Regions from separate parts of the Mus musculus genome. Here regions 1 and 2 are each linked to region 3. The links are chromatin contacts, called in public promoter capture Hi-C maps. All regions are on one chromosome and are shown on one strand. The core of a region is the stretch at or near the end of the contact, and the rest is flanking DNA. Distances in the headings are between cores, read along the strand shown. Region 1 overlaps Faf1 (Fas-associated factor 1). Region 2 overlaps Osbpl9 (oxysterol binding protein-like 9). Region 3 overlaps Ttc39a (tetratricopeptide repeat domain 39A).

Region 1 (4,268 bases), core at 853-3,352, 290 kb after region 3:
AGTATAAGATCTCATTTTCCTTATACACCCTCATTATTGGTTAAGCCATACCTCATTTGCTTATTTTAGAGGCCATGAAACTGCTATTGTAACTTGCTTATAGCTGAGTTTTGTAAGTGCTACTCTCAGGAACTACAACGTATCTGCTAGTACTTCTGCCACACTGTGGACTCTATTAGTCAAGGAAGTGTTGTACTCAATACCACATAGAAGATGACAACCCTGAGATGTTACCTCCATATGTCTCAGCCTTATCTGAATGTTTTCTTATCCATCGAAAGGCCAGTTCAGCTGCTGCCATAGCAAGATGGCACACACAAATGTAACCTAGGGAAGAATGGCTTTATTTGGGTTGTCCTTACTGCTCCACTCTCAGATGCCCTATGTCTTAGAACACATAGAAGGCGATATGCTAGATTCATCTTTGGTTCTAATCTGTCCTTATTTGGGGATAGTTGTGTTTCATGACTTATCTTGAGGAGCTGTGAACAAATTCAGTATAGATAAGGAACTAATAATAGACCAAGGACACAATTCTGTTTTAAGTCTAGCTTTGTGGACCAGGTAGTTTATTGGGGTTACTTAAAGGAGCATGAGCGACTCTTTAGTAGAGCTGCCTACAAGTTACACAGATGATGTAACTTTCCACTGCAGTCATCCAGTGATGTAGCTTTTGTGAGTCATTTGAGATGCAGCTGCCTGAGAGTTACCCGTGCTGTTGTAAGTAGCTCCAGTAAATCCATTGGTTCATCAACTGAGACTTGGGTGGGTATTGTTGGTGCCCATTGGCATGAATATGTTTGCTCATGAGCAACTAGGAGAAAGATTGTGCATCAGGAGAAATATACTAAGTATAATATCCATCTCTCTCTTTTAACTCATTTAGGAGGGATCAGGAATGGACAGAGAGAAAGCTAGGTAACTTTATGAAGCAATTAATAAGGTAAGATATAGTTAAGTGGAAAGAAGTCACTACAGACAACCACTTGGGAGAAAAAGAGAAGGACCTGTTGTCATGCTCCTCATGCATGTGTTTTGTGCCATTCACCTGAAATACCGGAAACAACTAGTTAATGTGTTAATAGTTTTACAGATTTTGAATAGATTTTCCTCATTGACTGTCTCCAATCCAAAAGTCTACAATCTCATGTTCCAAATTGTAAAACATTTTGAGTATCTGATGCTGAACAGATTTTAGCATTGGAACTTACTGGATTCTCAGAATAGGGGTATTCAATGGATGAAGGACTTTCAGTCTTAAAGTCTGAGTCCTTTTTCTTTTCCTTCTCTTCTTCCTCCTCCTCCTTCTCTTTCTCCTTTTATTGGCATTTGTCAAATGAAATGTTAAATGTAAAGTAAACCTTTCAGATTATTTTGTTTTGATGCAAAAAGTCCAGTAATTTTGGAGAAAAGTTTAATAGTAGGTTGGCATGAAGACATTAAGACTTATGGTGGACATTTGGAGGGTAACATTAATTTTGGTCAAATAGTTTTGTTTAGAGGAGAAGGTTGCTTACTTGAGAAAATGCACTTGTGGTCTGTATAATTTTGTGTACTTATATGCCTATGGTATCATGAGCAAAAGTCCCTCTTTGATACATTTGAAAATGAATAGAAAGTTCTAATTTTAAGATACTTCTAGGATTTAATCATAGTTAATATTTGTTTTTGATATTTCTATGAAACATCCTCAAGTAATGAGAAAGGTTGGTTTTCTTATCAGAAATTCATGGTCTGATCCTTTGCTCTGTAGACTTAAGCATTATACTTTATATTTATTATTGTTCAGTGGTAATGTTCTGGGGAAGTGGCTCAGAATAGCAGCTTGATTGGAGACTGATGTTTTCAAAAATGATTTATTTTTATTTTATGTATATGTCTGTTTTGCCTGCCTGCATTATCTGTAGCACATGTGTATCTGGTATCCATGGTGGCCAGAATAACATATCATCAGATCTTTTGGAACTCGAATTGCAGATTATTGTCAGCCACCATGTGGGTCCTTAGAAGTGAGATACTCTTAATTACCCGGTTATCTCTCCAGCCCTGCGTTTTGGGAAATCAGCAGTTCAGTTCAAAGGTCAGCAGGGGCAGTTTGATCCACTCACAAACACTTCACATATATACCAGCAGTTCAGTTCAGTAGTTGGCATAGCAGTAGTGGTGGCAGGACCTAGCAGGGGCATGAATCAGCAGGAGGGATTTAGACCAGGAGACACCAGGAGAAGTTCTCTGCTGTGCCTTTCTCAACAAAGTGGTGAAGATCAGTGAAGATTTGAGACCGAGAGGTACTGCAGAGCTGGTTGTACCAGCAGACCAAACCCCTGTCACTGTCCGTTGGGTCCTATTTATACTTTCTCCAAACATCACTTGTCCTCTACCAGTCTTACCTCACCACAGTGTCTTACCTCAGCATGTGAGTCTGTTTTAGCAACTCTCCATGTGAGTCTGTATCAGCAGACATCACTTGGCTAATTAGAGTCTTCAGAAGTAGCAAGTAGCTGTGGAACCTCTTGGAGATTTTTGGTATGTTTCTCTCTATGAAGATCAGCAAGTGCTTGTAACCAATGAGCAGTTTTTCCAGTCCCAATTTTATTATTTTCTAATTATGAGCTTATGTGTGTTTGTGTATGGGGGTATGCAAGTGAGTGCAGGTGCCTTCAGAGGCAAGGGACATTGATTTCCTGGAGTAGGAGTTACAGGTGGTTTGTGAACTACCTGATGTGGGTATTGGAACTGAAGTTGGGTCCTCTGGAAGGCCAGTAAGTGTTTTTAACCATTGAGACATCTCTCCAGAACTCTTTTTTTTTCTTTTTGTTATAAAGTTATATAATGAGTATGTAATTAGTGAAGTCCTGTATTTTCTTTATATGTTATTAGTCAAATGTAATTACTGTTGTTGTTAACCCTGTTCATGAAAAGAATGAAAATGAAGTACTTTGGAATTTCACTAATAAAAACTATCTAGAAATGTTACGGTTTGCAATTTGTAAGGATACTTAGAGACATGTTTTAAAAGATCTTAAAACTGTGTAGCTGTTAACTGACAACTTTTCCCAAGAACACTAAATTTCATTGGATTTTTTTAATTTAAAAATTTATTTATTCTCCCTCTTCCTTCCTTCCCCTTCTCCCCTGCCCCCACTTTGTGTGTGTGTGTGTGTGTGTGTGTGTGTGTGTGTGTGTGTGTATGCATGCCCCATTGCATGTGTGAAGGTCAGACAATCTTACAGGAATGGGTTCTTTTTTTCCCCAGGTGGGTCCAGGGATCAGGCTATCAGGCTTGGTGCCAAGCTGCAACGTTTTAGCACCTTGAGAACAATACATTAGACGTTACTATAGGGATAATTGCTTGTGTAGTGTGTGGAAGCACTACCTGTCAATAAATGAAAAAGAAACTGGTGTGTCTCAAGATTATGAGATGCAATTTCTTTTTACATGCAAAAACAACCTTTAGTTTTCATTTATTAGCTACTTAGAGCCTTTTGGGTTAAAATATTCCTTTAGAGGCTTAGTATGATGAAATGCATTATGATTTTCCCAGAAATGGGATTGTTTGACAGGAAAGTTGTTTTTCCATACATTTCTCAGATAGTTAAAATTCTTTGACAAGCGCTAGAACTATTTCATAAGAAAGAATGAAATTTGGAAGACAAATGGAAAGTGTTAATGAAGTAGAACATCTCTGTGAAACATACAAAGTATGGGATAGTACTCGTTCCTATCAGCTGCATAGGTCTTTTAAAATAAGTGGAACATCTTAAATATATAAGGCGAGGCATCCTAGAGTACTCAGAAGGAGACTGAAGGATATTGCTGAACACAACTTTAAAGGAAGCTCTAGTAGTAATCAGTTATTTCCAGGTACATCAGAGAACAAGGCTCAAGAATATTTAGAGATATCTAGCACCCAAATATGAAAAAGTCATAATATTTGGACACAATCGTAGGTTATCAAGCATAAAAAATCAGGTATTGACACATAATCACAAGGAAATTCAATCATTATTCAATGTATATATAACTATAAATAGATTTATAAATGATAGACTTAGTGGAAATGGTTATTGAATGATACTTCTCTGTTGGACAGTCCTGGTTTTTATAAGAAAGGCTGAGCAAACTTCAGGGAGTAAACTCGTAAGCAGCATTCCTAAATGGCCCCTGCTTTAGTTCCTGCCTTCAGGTTCCTTCCCTGCTTGAGTTTCTCACCTCTTCATGGTGGATTGTAAGCTGTAAGACAACCCATCTCCTCTTCTAAGCTGCTT
Region 2 (3,979 bases), core at 297-2,796, 330 kb before region 3:
CAGGACCTCTAGAAGAGCAGCCAGTGCTCTTAACTGCTGAACCATCTCTCCAGCCCCTTATTTCAGAGTTTTCATGAAGATATGAGAAAATACAGGAAAGTATTTAAGGATACAAAACCAAGTTTGTTTGTTTGTTTGTTTGAGACAGGGGTTCTCTGTCTAACAAGACCTGGCTGTTCTCAGATTCACAGAGACAGCCTAAGTGTTAGATCAAAGGTGTGCATACCACCAAACTTGTTGCTAAAACCAAGTTTTTAAGATAAAAGGAATATAATCCTTGTCTTACTCAAGTACATAATGTAAGTACAGTGTCCTGGAGGGCTTCTGCTGACTGACACAAACCTAGATGTATCTGGGAAGAGGAGACTCAACTGAGAAGTTGTCTGTATCAGAGTGCCTGCAGGAGAGTCTGCAGAGCACATTCTTGATTAATGACCGATGGGGGCAAGGCGGGGGGGGGGGGGCTGGGGTGGGGGGGAGTAGCTCGCCGTAGGTGGTACCACCTGGGCAAGTGGTCCTGGGTGGTAATAAAGCAGGCTGGGCAAGCAATGGAGAGAAACAAACCCTCCTTTCCTTCCCAAGATGCCTTGGGTCATGGTGTTTGTCACAGCAGTAGAAACTGTAACTAGGACATGAAGTACCAAAGGAGGGCATCAGAGAGACTCAGAATGGGATACGGTAACAGCTATAGCCTTTACTTTTTCCACTAGACACCTGGGAGACATTCCAAAACAACGATGCAAAGAGAAACCAGGTACACAGTAGTGTGACAGATAACATAATAATTCCACAGTAGCAAGCATAGCCCAGTGCCCTGGGATAACTACTAGAGTTTGGATTATGCAGATAATACATGCAAATGAAAGAAGCCAACCTTTGGTCTTTGTTTTAAACATAAAAATTATATCCTAAATATTTACCTATTAATATGAACTTTCAGAAATCTACAGTGTCAATCAGGAAGAATTTTAATATCTGACATTATTTTTTTATTAGATATTTTATTTACATTTCAAATGTTACCCCTTTCCTAAAGCCCCCTCCCTCCCTCCCCCTGCTCACCAGCCTACCCACTCCTGCTTCCTGGCCCTGGCATTCCCCCACACTGGGGCATTGAGCCTTCACAGGACCAAGGGCCTCTCCTCCCATTGATGATCAACTAGGCCATCCTCTGCTTCATATGCAGCTGGAGCCATGAGTCCCACCACGTGCACTCTGGTTGGTGGTTTAGTCCCTGGGAGCTCTGGGGGTACTGAATAGTTCACATTGTTGTTCCTCCTAGGGGGCTGCAAACCCCTTCAGCTTCTTGGGTCCTTTCTCTCGCTCCTCCATTGGGGACCCTGTGCTCAGTCTGATGGATGGCTGAGAGCATCCACCTCTGTATTTGTCAGGCACTGGCAGAGCCTCTCAGGAGACAGCTATTTCAGGCTCCTGTCAGCAAGCTCTTGTTTAAGTGCATATGCAGAAAACAGCTAGTACAGCTGACCTAAGACAGCTCTTGGAAAAGCCACTACAAACGGCTCACTGTTATCTCAGGACTAGGGTATGAAGAGGGCCCAAAGCATCAAACAGGAAAGAGAGGCTCACTGAGCTGCTTGTGTAAACAATATGATCTCACTTATGGTCTAGAATGGTAGAAGTGTCTACTGACAAGCCTCTAGTAAAAAAAGGAGCACAGGGTCTCTAATGAACTTCCCTGTAGACAGTGTTTCTCACGCTTGGTAAGGATCTGTCACAGGAGGATCTGAGCACATCCTATGGGGCTTCACTGGAGAACTCTTGAAAATGTGACTCTTGAAAATGTGACGTTTCCTCGAAGCTGCTTCTGTACCTTTCCCTTTGCTGACTTTGTTGTTGTACTCATCAACCAAATGCTGTGCTCTCTCCCAGCCAGCCAGTCAGCTGTGCTCTAGGAACTCTTGGCCCAGGATACATATTGTTACAGCTCTCTCAGAGTAACCACATTTAGTATCTACACAATTCAAATTGATATTTTCCCCTTTAGGTCAACAGCTGAGGAAACTACACAGATGACACTCTAAAGTCTCAGAAATGCTAATACAGAAAATTAAAAATAGAAATCATTTAGAACTATAGAGAAAGAAAAATCAGGTTTCCTGCTCAGATTACAAACTTTTGACATTAAGAATATGAAATATAGAAGGCCAAATGTGCCAAGAATGGCTCTGCTGTTAGGCAAATATATCCTCTCTACTGCTGAACTCACGTGGGCCTTTGTGACTCTCCTTACTAAATACATGACTTCCAACACTACAACCCGCCTTGCCTTCTTGCAGCCTATAGACTCTCAAGAGTTCCAGGCAGCCACAAAGAACAATACAGGGAGGAGCTGAACTTTACTCCCAACAACTTCACAGCTATGTAAGTGAGCCATCTTCAAGGTAGAGAGATGGCTCAGCTTAAGAGCACTTGCTACAGTTCCAGAGGACCCAGGTTCAGTGCTGAGCACCCACTAGAACTCCAGTTTCAGAGAATCTGATGCTCTCTTCTGACCTGAGTGGGCCCTTGCATGCACAGGGATAGATGAATAAGGAACAAACCATTAACTATTTTAAGGTGCTTTGTTACAGATTACTGTTATCATTGATACACTTCCGTCTACAGAAACCAGAGGTTGGGGACATAGCTAAGCTTTACAAGAAATCCGGTTTTGGTTCTCAACACTGCACAAAGTTTTTGTCTGCTTACTCTTGTAGCCCTAACACTGGCAAAGTAGAACACAGGTCACCAAATTCATCCTCAGCTGAGTCTGAGGATAGCCTGGGCTACATGTGACCCTACCTCAAAACAAGCAACTACTTAACTCTAACATCTAGCACTTCTGGGTTTTGTATGATCAAATAAACCCTAAATTACAATTCAAAAATTTCCATCAAAATGTTTCTTTCATATATGCTATCTAATGGGATATTCATAATCAGAGCTCATTTGCCTTTTAAGGTATGGTGAAATGTATACAGCATACAGCCTCTGAAATGCTTTATTGCCTATAATAAGCTATAGCTATCTGGTCTATTATGTTGGAGAGCTGATCAGGGTTTTCTAAAGCAAAATATCAAGGACTCCTGCACCAGAGACTACTGAATTCAAGCACAGCATGTGTGCACATGGTGACACGCCCAAGGGCTGTCACTTGTTTAAATACATAAGCACAACCAATATTTGGGAATATGCCACCAAAATAAATAAGCATGAGCACCTCCTGATCTGAGAGAACTTTTGACTAGAATTATAAACTTCAGCATTTTTAAGCCATTCGTATTTTTTAAAAGGTTAAAGAGATCATCTGCTCTGACGAGAAAATGTCTTATACATAATAATATACGTATGTAAATTCTAACATATACTCCAAGTTTCATGACATTCAGAAAACTGGGTTTCAGTGATAGAAGAAAAATCCCATAAGAAATAAGATCTGGACCCTTTCCTCCTCCTGCAGCAAACATCAATCAAGGGCAACACGGACACAAATGTAAGCGACAAAACCAAGCAAGCCAAAAACAGGACCAGAGAACCTTTTCCTCTATACACACAACCACAGAAAGGTTGTGAGACAAGGCTCAAGGCAGAGAGCGAGGGCCTCGAGGCCGAGAAGGGATCCCTCTCCAGCCACTGAAAAGGGAAGAGCACTATTCCTGAATGCCAGAATTAATCCAATTTCTATGATGTTCTGCTATCAAAGTCTGAGTGGATAAAGACCACTGCATATTCAAGGAGACAAGCGGCTCAACACAGTCAGTGTGAGTAAGCACAGCGCATCATGCAGGCTTGGCAGTGACACAGAGATATGAAGAAAAACAAACTACTGTGATACAGATAGTCAAGACATTTTGTGTGGCAGAAATCTGAATGAAGTTGAAATGAGACTACCCTGTGAGAGGAGCCACTCAACAGAAGCAAAGTTTCCTGAAACTGAGAGGAAAGCTGGCCTCCTCTGAAGAGAAAAACAAAGACAACA
Region 3 (4,532 bases), core at 830-3,329:
TAGTTAACAGATTCCAAAAGGTTTCACCTATTATCACAGGATGTTTGTTCCAACATAGACATGGGCAACGAATGGCTGCTCTGGGGCTAGAACTAGCCCGATACAAGGAAACTGGGCCCTGAGCCTCCAACATTCCTATCTGTTCTCAGCACTGACATTCCAACCCATTGCAAAACTGCTTGTTTCAGGAGTCCTTCACATCTTAGTTGTCAAGACGAGTTGTGTGTTACATGACATGGATGGCAATCTCCTTGCTGTTTGTGGTCTTGTTTTTTCATCTCCTAATTTGCTGTCCTTTACACTTAGAGATTTTAACCCTCCACAGGATGACACAAACCCACCACAAGTTCTCCCCGAATGTTCAAACATACAGGTGAGCCGTGAGTGCTGCTTAAGGAGATTGGTGCCTCCTGGCTGGGTCCAGCTCTCCCCTGCCTCCCCACCCGCACCTGCCTCAGCTTTCTGTTCTCATGTTGCCTCTATTTTACCAGAGCACATTTTCTAAAGCCTTCCCAACAAGGAGTTGCATAGAGATTCTTTTTTTTCTGTCAAAAGTTGGAAGACATCACTCACCTACTTCCCAGAAGCGACTATAGCTACAGTGCTGGATAGTTTTATGTCAACTTGGCACAAGCTAAGTCATCTGAGAGGAGGGAATCTCATTGATGTGGGAGAGCCTAGTCCAATGTGGGTGGTTCCATCCCTAGGCTACAGTAACTGACTGAGACAGCTGGGTCCTAGTTCTTACCCCATGTGTGATCTTTTTTGTCCCTGTCTCAGAAATATTCAGATCTACTCTTGTTCCTGTAAGTATGCCCCACAGCAATGGACTGGGACAAAGGTCTCTTTCATTCTGTAGTTTTGTAATCAATTCTTTCTGTTCTAGGAAGTTCTCTTAGTCCTCTGTTCCTTTTTCTTAAGCCATGTGTAAAGCTTCCTAGGCTAGCCTTCTCTAAGCTTCTCATTCCCTCCCTTCTTTCCATTTAAAAAACTCTGTGTGTGTGTGTGTATGAATGTATGTGCATATGTGTGCTTGTGTGTATGCATGTATGTGCATATGTGTGCTTGTGTGTATATGTGTGTATGCATGTATGTGCATATGTGTGATTGTGTATGTGTGTGTATGGCCACTGCACTGCACACACATGTTAAGGTCAAATGACAGCTTTCAGGAGTCAGCCCTCTTTGTCCACTGTGTAGATTCTGGGATTTGAATTCAGGTTGTCAGGCTTGACAGCAGTGCCCTTACATGCTGGACCATCGTGCTGAGCCCCACATGCACCTCTGACATGTCTGAGTGTCATTAAGTCCTTCTCTTCGTTTCTCTTCACTTCCATGATCATGGGACTAATTCCATGATCCTAGCACTTATTATTGTTTCTCTGGATGTTCTATTTTGGCCTTTCTTTCTTTTTCTGCTTTTGTGTATGTGTGCATGTGTGTGATACACGTGTCAGTGTGTGTGTGTGTGTCTCTGCAGACTATGGGTACCTTGGGGCAGGGCTTGGGTGTGATGCTTCTCTGTGACCTGATATAACAGGGCTGAGTCAGGTTATCCTCAGAAACCCTTCATCTCCTGCCTCCCTGTGCCTCCACAGACCCCAGCTTCTAGACTAAAGGGTGCCTCAGGGTACAGGGGCAGCATCTATCCCACTGTAGAGAGCGGAGAGGGCAGTAATGGCTAAAAAAAGGAACTTAGCTGTTACCCCAGCAACAGGGGTGATGTCACTGGATAGCTGGGGCCACTGAGACGTGGCAGGAGCCTGGCAGTTTGGTTCCCTTCCTCGGATGCCTTTGTCAATTATTTACAAAGTGCCCCAGTACCAGGGCAATGCTGGGATCATCAGAGGGACAACTAAGCTTTATAAAGGGATTTATTGTTAGATCACCTCCCTCTCTTGTTAAAGCAAAGCCTGTGGATGTTACTCCTTTCCTTCAGGGTTAAGGGGTTTTGGTTTGGTGGTGGTGGCGGAGTTGGTGGAGGGTTTTTGTTTTTGTTTTTTGAGGCAGGACCTTGGACTCCTCCCTCTATCTCCCAAATGCCGGGATCACAGGCTTGCACCACTGTCCCAGGCTACACCGCTATTGGCCAGGATTCTTGAGGACCAAAGGAAAGGCTTGGGGACTTCTCCCTAGGCCTGCCAATTCCCAGACAACTCCCAACCTGTGCCATGATTACTCTGTGTCTAGACAGTGGCTTGAGGAAAGGATTTGGCTCTGGTAGTGGGGGCGCTGAACTTGGACTTGAGTCCCTCAGACACAGGTTGGAATCTTGGCTTTGCCAGTCACCTGCTGCGTGACTCTGATAGGCCTCTTGGACTCTTGGAGTCTCAGGGTTCCCCTCCACAGAAAACAAATCCACCAGGCATGGTGGTGCACACCTTTAATCTCAGCACATTCAGGATGCAGAGAGGCAAAGCTCTGTAAGTTCGAGGCTAGCCTGGTCTACATGGTAAGTTCCAGGCCAGCCAGAGACCCCCACAAAAAAAATAAATATAAATATAAATAAATAAATAAATGGAAGGGAGGGAGGGAGGGAGGGGCGGACGGACAGACAGATGAAGAAGGATTAATACAATGATGTTTCTGTCCTGGAACTTCTAGAGAGACTGAAATGGTTCTCAGATCTCTGGCCATATCACCCTGCTCAGTAAATGTGAGTCCCTCTGTTTCACCAGTGTTCTGAGTCACTTACTTGAGGGACTTTGGTAACAGGACCAACAGTATCCCCCAGACCATTCCTAGCCTCTTCCCTAGGTTCCTCTAGCCCTTCTCTCCTCTTCTTCCGGTGAGCCCCAGGACTCAGCCCTACCCGTCCAGCCACACCTGCTTGACGGGAAGGAAGGAGCCCTGCCCAGGCAGCTGGCAGACAAAGTGGAATTTCTAGTCTGAGACCCAAGGCCCCAGTGTATACCCGTGGCTAGGAATCCTGGCCCTTAGTAGCCCACTACCTGGAGGACTCCGATCTGGTGTGGCCTGGAGTGGGGGACAGAATATGCTATACCAGGAATAGCTTGGTAGAGGGACCTGGTATGGTGAGCCCCAAATTCAAACACCCAGAGTTGTATGTGTGGCACTTGGACCCCTGAGCTGAAACCAACTCTGTGAAAGGGCGCCCCCTGGGGCCCAGACCAGATGTCTGGGGAGAGTGCTAGAAGACCATCACTGAGGCAGATGGCATCTCAAGCCCCCTCCTCTCCACTAGCAGCACACTCCTTGGCAACCCTCCTTCCCTGCCTAGGCCCCGACATCTGGCCTCCCCACCCTGAGCCCTCCGACCTGCTGCTGTACTCAGTTAGGAACCCCAGGCCAGGCCTACACACTCCCCCAAGCTGCCATTGAGCAAGGATGGAAGCAACCTGCAGACAGGTGATTCCTCAGCTAAAGCCTCAGCCCTCTCAGAAAACAATGTCCCTTTCCTTGTCATCCCCCAGAACTTCCTGGCCCCTTGTGCTTAGCAGGTGGCCTAGCCTCTTCCTTCAGAGAGAATAGCGAGACTTAGAGCTGGAAGGTCACTAGAGGTCACTCAGCAGGAAGAGGAACTGAGAACTGGACCAAGATCTTTTGTTTTTAATTACTTGTTACCTGTCTGCAAAGTGTTTATTACCTACCAGGTCGCTTCTCCCACTACCCCCTCTATCTCACTCCCCTTCTCTGCCCCTTCCTCCCTGGACGGAGGACATTTGAGATGCCATGAATGGGTTAGACTTTGGAAATGTGTCCCCAGGTAAAACAGGATGAGCTATCAGGTGATCCACAGCCAGCTAGCCATCTCTGGGGTTCTCAACACCCACTTTGTCCCACAGAACCAAGGAGAGCATGTATCACTCCCTGACGTATGCCACCATCCTGGAGATGCAGGCCATGATGACCTTCGACCCCCAGGACATCCTGCTTGCTGGCAACATGATGAAAGAAGCGCAGTCGCTGTGTCAGAGGTCAGAGCTGTGGGGTCAGGGATGGGGTAGTGAGGCTCTTGCTTCTGTCTGTCTCCTCATTTTGACCAAGTGCCTGGTGTGTCACTAAACACTGTTTAAGAGGACTTGTGTCCTCCAGTGCTGAGAGTCGTCTGTTTTGGCATGGCTGTAGAACCTTGCCTGACCCAGTCACTGGGGAGAAAATGGATTCTGTCTCTGCCACTTTTAAACTCTGTCTCGGGCAGGTCCCACCCAGGACTCAACGATCTTCATTTATAAAAGAGGTGTGATGATGTGTGAGTCACAGGGTTGTCCTGGAGACACAGTGGCAGGGCCTGGTGTGTGCTTGAGTGAGTTTAGTCCGGAGTCTATGAATGAAGTAACAGTTCCTGGGTGTTTGTGTACTGATGGTGTCACTGGCCGCTGGGCACACATCTATTCTGGGCCAGGCCCTGGGGATCCGGGAACTCCTTAGGCCTCGGCAGTTCTGCTCAGCTCACTACCTGGCAGGAACACAGCCCCACCCATGGCATCTAATATGAGGCAGACAAGCTGGAGGCACCATAAAGCTTCATCCCATAGTAGCGATGGCTCTAGGGGCAGGGGTGGGGGTGG

Evidence for each region. Promoter capture Hi-C pulls out the DNA fragments that hold promoters and counts their contacts. Capture Hi-C pulls out chosen DNA fragments and counts their contacts.
Region 1: a contact with region 3 is called in a promoter capture Hi-C map of liver, with 2.2 times the contacts expected there. The contact joins two enhancer-like sites. A contact is called at or near these places in 2 of 39 promoter capture datasets (both in liver), 4 of 115 datasets of contacts at active chromatin or transcription factors (craniofacial prominence, extraembryonic endoderm stem cells and stem cell-derived neural progenitor cells) and 3 of 9 other capture datasets (adipose tissue, liver and pancreatic islet).
Region 2: a promoter capture Hi-C map of pancreatic islet shows a contact between it and region 3. The contact joins two enhancer-like sites. A contact is called at or near these places in 2 of 39 promoter capture datasets (pre-B cells and stem cell-derived epiblast-like cells), 2 of 115 datasets of contacts at active chromatin or transcription factors (extraembryonic endoderm stem cells and pancreatic cancer cells) and 2 of 9 other capture datasets (adipose tissue and pancreatic islet).

What each region holds. Positions count from the first base shown.
Region 1 is chr4:109,704,874-109,709,141 of GRCm38.p6, forward strand. All of the region lies in intron 1 of Faf1 (Fas-associated factor 1), which reads left to right. Among named protein-coding and RNA genes, the nearest start is that of Faf1, 30 kb to the left of the region's middle. Within about 2 kb of position 2,103, at least 9 of the 459 cell types and tissues checked have an H3K27ac peak or open chromatin away from gene starts, as enhancers often do. A contact at or near this core is called in liver, where this site is marked.
Region 2 is chr4:109,092,970-109,096,948 of GRCm38.p6, forward strand. All of the region lies in intron 8 of Osbpl9 (oxysterol binding protein-like 9), which reads right to left. Among named protein-coding and RNA genes, the nearest start is that of Gm32581, 16 kb to the left of the region's middle. Within about 2 kb of position 1,547, at least 15 of the 459 cell types and tissues checked have an H3K27ac peak or open chromatin away from gene starts, as enhancers often do. A contact at or near this core is called in pancreatic islet, where this site is marked.
Region 3 is chr4:109,417,487-109,422,018 of GRCm38.p6, forward strand. It overlaps Ttc39a (tetratricopeptide repeat domain 39A), which reads left to right. Exons shown (of 18, transcript NM_153392.2): 3 at 3,807-3,938. Among named protein-coding and RNA genes, the nearest start is that of Ttc39a, 13 kb to the left of the region's middle. Within about 2 kb of position 2,080, at least 58 of the 459 cell types and tissues checked have an H3K27ac peak or open chromatin away from gene starts, as enhancers often do. A contact at or near this core is called in liver and pancreatic islet, where this site is marked.